2 separate regions of the Anser cygnoides genome follow, and region 2 is linked to region 1. Evidence: chromatin contacts called from public Hi-C data. All regions are on one chromosome and are shown on one strand. Each heading gives the region's core, a stretch centred on a gene start, on an enhancer-like site or on the middle of the called end of the contact. The rest is flanking DNA. Distances are from core to core; before and after follow the strand shown. Region 1 holds the start of CYP27A1 (cytochrome P450 family 27 subfamily A member 1). Region 2 holds the start of IHH (Indian hedgehog signaling molecule).

Region 1 (2,861 bases), core at 225-2,724:
AAGCCACAGGGCCACTTCCAAAGGTCCCGTGGCACCTCGCCGGGCACCACCGCAGCCCCTGCGGAGCGGGACCAAGCCCAGGGGGCTGCAGGGACCCAGCAGGGAAGCCCTGGTCCCGGTTCCCCGTGGCTGCGGGGATGCACGTGGTACAATCTCCCTTGGTGACTGACTGCATCGCAGCCTGAGCCCGGATTCATCTGGATTCGTCACCGCGGGGAGACGTTCCTCGCGCGTGGTGGCAGGAGGAGGGGGAGGGACGGCCGCCCCGGTGCCGCAGGCGGTGCGCCCTGAGAGCACGGGGCTGCAGGCGGCCGCATCCTGGGTCGAAGCCTGCTGCTGGCGTGTGCTCACGGCCAGGACCCGGCACGGCTCAGGCCTTGGAGAGCAGGGCTGGGAGAAGCTGCTGGCATCGGGGGAAGGCACCTCCGGAGCTGGCTGCAAAGCCGGGCCACGCTCGGAGCCCCAGGGGAGCAGCAGGGACCTGTGCCTGCTCCCCGAGCCCCTGCTCCCCTGTGACAGCCCCTTCCCCTGTGACAGCCCCTTCCCCTGTGACAGCCCCTTCCCCAGGCAGCGGTGCCCGCTGCTCGGCGGTGCCGGGGAGGCCTGATCCTGCGCCCTCCTCCCAGCTGTGGCGGGTCAGAGCTCCAGGGCGCTGGAGGCTGCCGCCTGGCTCGCGGCCAGCCAAGCCCATGGCTTGCTTCATCCGACGTATGAGGAAGTGCCGACAGAAGAAAACAAACAGCTGCCTGTTCCTCCCCTGCATCCCCGGGCACCGCTCGCCCCCACATCTGCCCCCCCAAACTGATGCCCCCCAAGCTCGCTGCAGCTGGGGCTGGCCGGGGATGCCGGCACCCCGCGAGCAGCCCCTGGCCCTCGGGGGGAAGCCAAGGCACGCGTGGCCCTGCCCGGCTCGGGCACTCCGAGGCAGCCGGCGGGACCCATCGGGTGCCACCCGCTTCTCCGCCAGCCCCTCCGCGCGCTGCTCCCCCCAGCACCCCCCCACGGGTGCCGGGGCGCTTTCCCCCCTCAGCTCCCCACGGTCACTCGCGGGCTCACCCCCCACGCCGGCACCCAGCTCTCCCCGACCCCATCCCCAAAGCCCCCCCAGCCCACGGCGCCATCCCCCCCACCTCCCTTGCGCCCTCGGGGACCCGCAGCCCCCCCGGCAGCCCGCAGCCCCCGGCCGGCCGGCCGCGCCTCCCCGGGCACCTGGAGCCGGTGGGTGTGCAGCAGGTAGCCGCGCAGGAAGAGCCAGACGAAAGTCCTGAGCAAGCCCGGCCCCGGCAGCTCCGCGGGGCCCTTCAGCCGAGCCGGCCCCGCCGCCGCCGCCGCCGAGCTCCCGGCCCTGCGCGGCGGCCCCGGGCTGCGCGGAGGCGGCGGCGGCGGCGGCGGCGGGCGAGGGCGCAGGAGCAGCGGCAGCAGCGGCCGCCGAGCCCCGCCGCTCGGGCCCGCCATGCTCCGTCGGCAGCGCACGGGACGGGGCGGTGCGGGGAGGCACCGGGGGCGGCGGGGGGCGGCACCGGGGGAGGCGCGGGGGGCGGCGCGGGGGCGGCACCGGCACCGGGGAGCGGGCACCGGGAGCCGCTCGTGCGCGCCGGGAGCTGGGCAGCGGCACCGCGCACCGGGGGCTGCACCGGGAGGTGCGGGCGTTCCGGGGCCGGTACCGCGCGGCCGGTACCGGGCGGGGGGCGCGGGCACCGGGTGCCGCGTAGCGCCGGCATCACGCACCGGGAACCGGCACCGGCAGCGCCGTGCAGCGGGTGCCCGGCGCCGCGTGCTGCGTAACGGCACCGCGCCCCCGGTGTGGCACCGCCGCAGGCACAGCGCCCCGGGCACCGTGTGGCGTGTGCTGGGGGTGCTGGCACCGGTACCGGCACCGGGTGCTGCTCGCCGAGCATCGGCAGCGGGCACGGTACCGGGCGCTGGGTGCCACGGCCCGCGTCCTGCACACCCCCCAGTGGCACCGAGCTCACCGCTGGGCCTGATGCTCGGGTCGGCTGTCCCCCCGCCCTGCCCTGTCCTTGTCCTGTCTGCCTTGACACCTCGCCCATCGTTCCCTGTCCTCGCCCGGTCCCCGTCCCCGTATCTCTCCCTGTTCCCGTTCCTGCCCCATTTTTCTCCCCGTCTTTGTCCCCGCCCTTGTTGCTCCCCCCCAGACCTGCATCTCCCGCAGAGAAGGTGGCAGAGCCCCTGCGTGCCCCCCCTCCGGTCCCCTGAAGCGTCCCTTGGTGCAGCCATTTGGGAGGACCTGCTCCAGGCCACAGGGACGATGCCAAAGGTGCTGGTAAGCCACGGCTGCCCTGGGCTGGCACTCATCCCTCCCCTGGGGCAGGGGTTGGGCGCTCAGGGTGGGCACAGCCACCCCACAAGGGAGCCGGGTGGGGACACCCGGAGTGGCTGTGGCACCTTTCTGGGGGCGACTTTGCTTTGTCGCCGCGGCAGTGGGAGCGCAGCACCAGCTCCTGCCAGCCCACGAGCTGTCACTGCTGCGGCGGTGCCCAGGACACGTTCCCTCTGGCCAGCCTGGCGCTGCCACCGGGTTTGGGGACGGCGGGCAGGGCACTGCTCTGCCCGCAGCGGGGACCCGTGCCGTGCTGGGGCCGTCCCACCGCTGATCATTGACCGCCCTTATCAGGTCAAAGTCCTGGACAGGGACATTTTGTCCCCGGGGCAGGCAGGCAGACACCCGAGAGCCCCAGGGGTGGCTGCGTCCCTGTCCCTCTCGGGGACGAGGGCTGTCCCAGGCTGGGCTCCAGGTGCCCGACGTGCCCTGCAGCAGCGGGGCCGGGGCTGGGTGGTCCCGGGGGGCTGGAGGGGCGCTGGGCAGGGGCCCCGTGCTCCAGCAGACACCCGGCAGAGCC
Region 2 (2,861 bases), core at 201-2,700, 150 kb after region 1:
CCGTCTTCGGCAGGGCGTTTGCACCGACAGCTTCTCCCCTTCCCCAGACGCTGCCAGCCGAGGGCTGCCCCCCGCCAGGCTCCCCGCACCATCCCACCCGGGGGGCACGGGAGAAGCGGGGGCACCGCCGCACGGGGGCTCGGCAGCAGCGCGGGACGAGGCCAGCAAGGCGCTCCTGGGGCTCCTCTGCGTGCCCCCTTTCCTCCTGCAGGCTCTGCTCTGCCCTCCGCTACGCGGAGCAGAGGGGCAAGGGCCGGCAGGGCGCAGCGGGGCAGGGTGCTGCCCCACCGGGGAGCGCCGCGTCCCGGAGCCGCCGGCCGGAGGCACGGCGCGGCAGCGTGCTGCGACCGCGGGGACGGCGGGACACGGGCCGGGGACAAGCCGGGCAGGGCGCTGCCACCTCGGGGGACGGACGGGGTGCTCGGCGAGCCGAGGCGGGGTGCTGCTCCCGAGCTCCCCGTCCCGTCCGTGCCGCGCCGGGGCACCCGGCCGGGCACCGGCGGCAGCGGAGCGGGGCCGCAGGTGCCCGGCGCAGGGGAAGGGGGGGGGGAGAAGGGAGCGGCGGCGGGGCCCTACCTGGGTCATGAGCCGGTCGGCGCCGGTGTTCTCCTCGTCCTTGAAGATGATGTCGGGGTTGTAGTTGGGCGTGAGCTCCTTGAAGCGCTCCGAGTTGCGCGCGATCTTGCCCTCGTAGCGGCCGCTGGCCCCCAGCGTCTTCTCGGGCACGTTGGGGCTGAACTGCTTGTAGGCGAGGGGGATCAGCTTGCGGGGCGGCCGGCGGCGGCTGCCCACCACCCTGCCCGGCCCGCAGCCGCGCACGGCCGGCGCCAGCAGCAGCGCGCACCCGCTCAGCAGCAGCAGCAGCCGCGCCGGCTTCATGGCGCGCCCGGCGGCCCCGGGGCGGCCCGGGGGACCGGCGGCTCCGGGGGCTCCGGGGGCCCCGTTAGGCTCGCCCGCCGCTCCCTCCGCCCGCCCCGGGGCTCCCCATGCGGGGCGCAGCCGGCGGGCAGGTGCCGGTGGCGGCGGCGGTGGCGGTGGCGGTGCCGGTGGCGGCGGCGGTGCCTTGCGGTGGCGAGGAGCGGGTGCCCGGCGCGGGTGCGCTCCGGCTGCCCGGTGGCGGTGTCGGCCCGCTCTGAGCTGCCGTGCCCCGGCGGCGGCAATAAATAGCGAAGGGCCGTTTGTTTTGGCAGGAGAGCGGCCGCTTGCGGGGCGCGGGGCTCGGCGCTGCCCGGAGCCCCCCGCGGTTTGCGCCCTGGCGGTCAGCGCGGCGGGGCTGGAGCAGGAGACCGGAGCCGCCGCTGCCTCCGCTCCCCGGGCAGGAGTGAGAGGGGAAATTGAAGAGATCCGGGACCGGGAACCGCCAGGACCGCACCCTGCCCGTGTCCCAGCCTCCCTGCGCCCTCCCTCCCTCGCCTCCTCCCCGCGGAACCTGCCCCGGGCCGCCCGCAGCCTCCTCCCCCCGGCCGAGCCCCGGGGCCCGCAGCCCACCCCGCCGGGCCGCCCGCCGCCACCTGCCCCCCGGGGCCGCCCCGGGACGCTCCCGGACCGCCAAGCTTCCCCCCCCCCCTTCCTCGCACCCCCTTTTTTTGCCCCGGCCGCCCCCCCGGGGGCTCCCCCGGCGCGGCGTGGGCACGGGGTGGCACCCCCGGGGCTCCGGCCCCCGCCGCGCCGCCTGCTCGCCAGGGGCCCGGGCCTGCGGGCGGGGATCAAACAGAGCAGGGAGGCAGCTGGTTGAAATTTAACCACAATATTCTCGCTCCCCATTGTTTCCAGGGAGGCCCGATATTTCCACAACAGGATTATGGCATCTGATTAACTCGCTGAGACAACAATGAGGGGCTGGGATGGGCTTCCCCTTCTAGCTGCCAAAAGGGGAAAGTAAATACAACACCCTGATTTCAGGAGCGAGGCTTCGCGGGGCCCCCCCCGGTTCTGCCCCAGCTGTGCGCTGGGGAGGGGTCCGGCAGGGCTCTGCGCGCACCCCGCTGGTTCCCCGGCACCTCCCCAGGTGAGGCGGTGGCCTTGGGACACCCCTGCACACGCAGCCCTCGGGGGGATGCCCCCTCACCACGGTGCCCTTTGGTGGGCACGGGGAGCTCCAAGGGGTACCCGGGAAGGCCAGGCTGGAGCGGCCCGGCCAGCAGCCCGGCTCTGCCCGCAGGTCTGCGCTGGCCTCATCGGCACCGAGAGGTTCGGGTGAGAGGGATGCAGCCAGCAGCACCCATGTGCTTGGGATGCTGCTGCCCACTGGCCCCAAAGGACCATCTCCCTTGTGGGAGCAAAGCCGGCCGGAGGTTTCTCCATCTGGGTTTTGTACTCCGCAGCCACGCAGCCAAAAGCCGTGCCCAGAGCTCTGCGAAGCCCTGCCGCTGCGTGGGACGGCGTGGGCGTCCTGCTGCTGCACCCGCACGTGGTGGAGCAAGAGGGGCTGGCCAGCAGCCCCCCCAGCCACAACACTTGCACATCTCAGCTGCCTCTTCCAGCAGAGCATCCTAAGGCAGCCAACAGGCAGAGCAGAGACCTGTCCCAGCACCACTCCCCAGCCCCGCCTCTGCCTTCCCTGGGGCTGCAGCAAGGGCACGGCTCTCCGTGCATCACAGGCACAGGAGAAGCAGAGCCCGGCTTAAGTCCGCAAGGTCCCCCGGGCTGCTTTGCACTGCCACGAGGAGCGAGCCCAGCTCCCCACCGTGCTCATCGCTGCCACGAGGAGCGGGGAACGGGAGTGTCTGGGGGCAGCGCTGAGGGTGCAGCACACCGCCAGGGAGAAGCGTCCTACGGCTCCCGGTGACCCGAACCCAGACCCGAAGGAGCGCTGCAGCCTGCAACACGCAGCGTGCATGTCACATGTGCCTGTCCCCCCC

What was found. A called contact is a pair of places that touch in the nucleus more often than the background predicts.
Region 2: a contact with region 1 is called in a Hi-C map of liver, with 9 times the contacts expected there. The contact joins the promoter of IHH here to the promoter of CYP27A1 in region 1. A contact is called at or near these places in 3 of 7 Hi-C or Micro-C datasets (fetal liver and liver).

The regions. Positions count from the first base shown.
Region 1 is chr6:32,070,361-32,073,221 of Taihu_goose_T2T_genome, forward strand. It overlaps CYP27A1 (cytochrome P450 family 27 subfamily A member 1), which reads right to left and starts at 1,475. Exons shown (of 9, transcript XM_066999464.1): 1 at 1,210-1,475. The coding sequence starts at 1,455.
Region 2 is chr6:32,224,229-32,227,089 of Taihu_goose_T2T_genome, forward strand. It overlaps IHH (Indian hedgehog signaling molecule), which reads right to left and starts at 1,451. Exons shown (of 3, transcript XM_048079692.2): 1 at 577-1,451. The coding sequence starts at 879.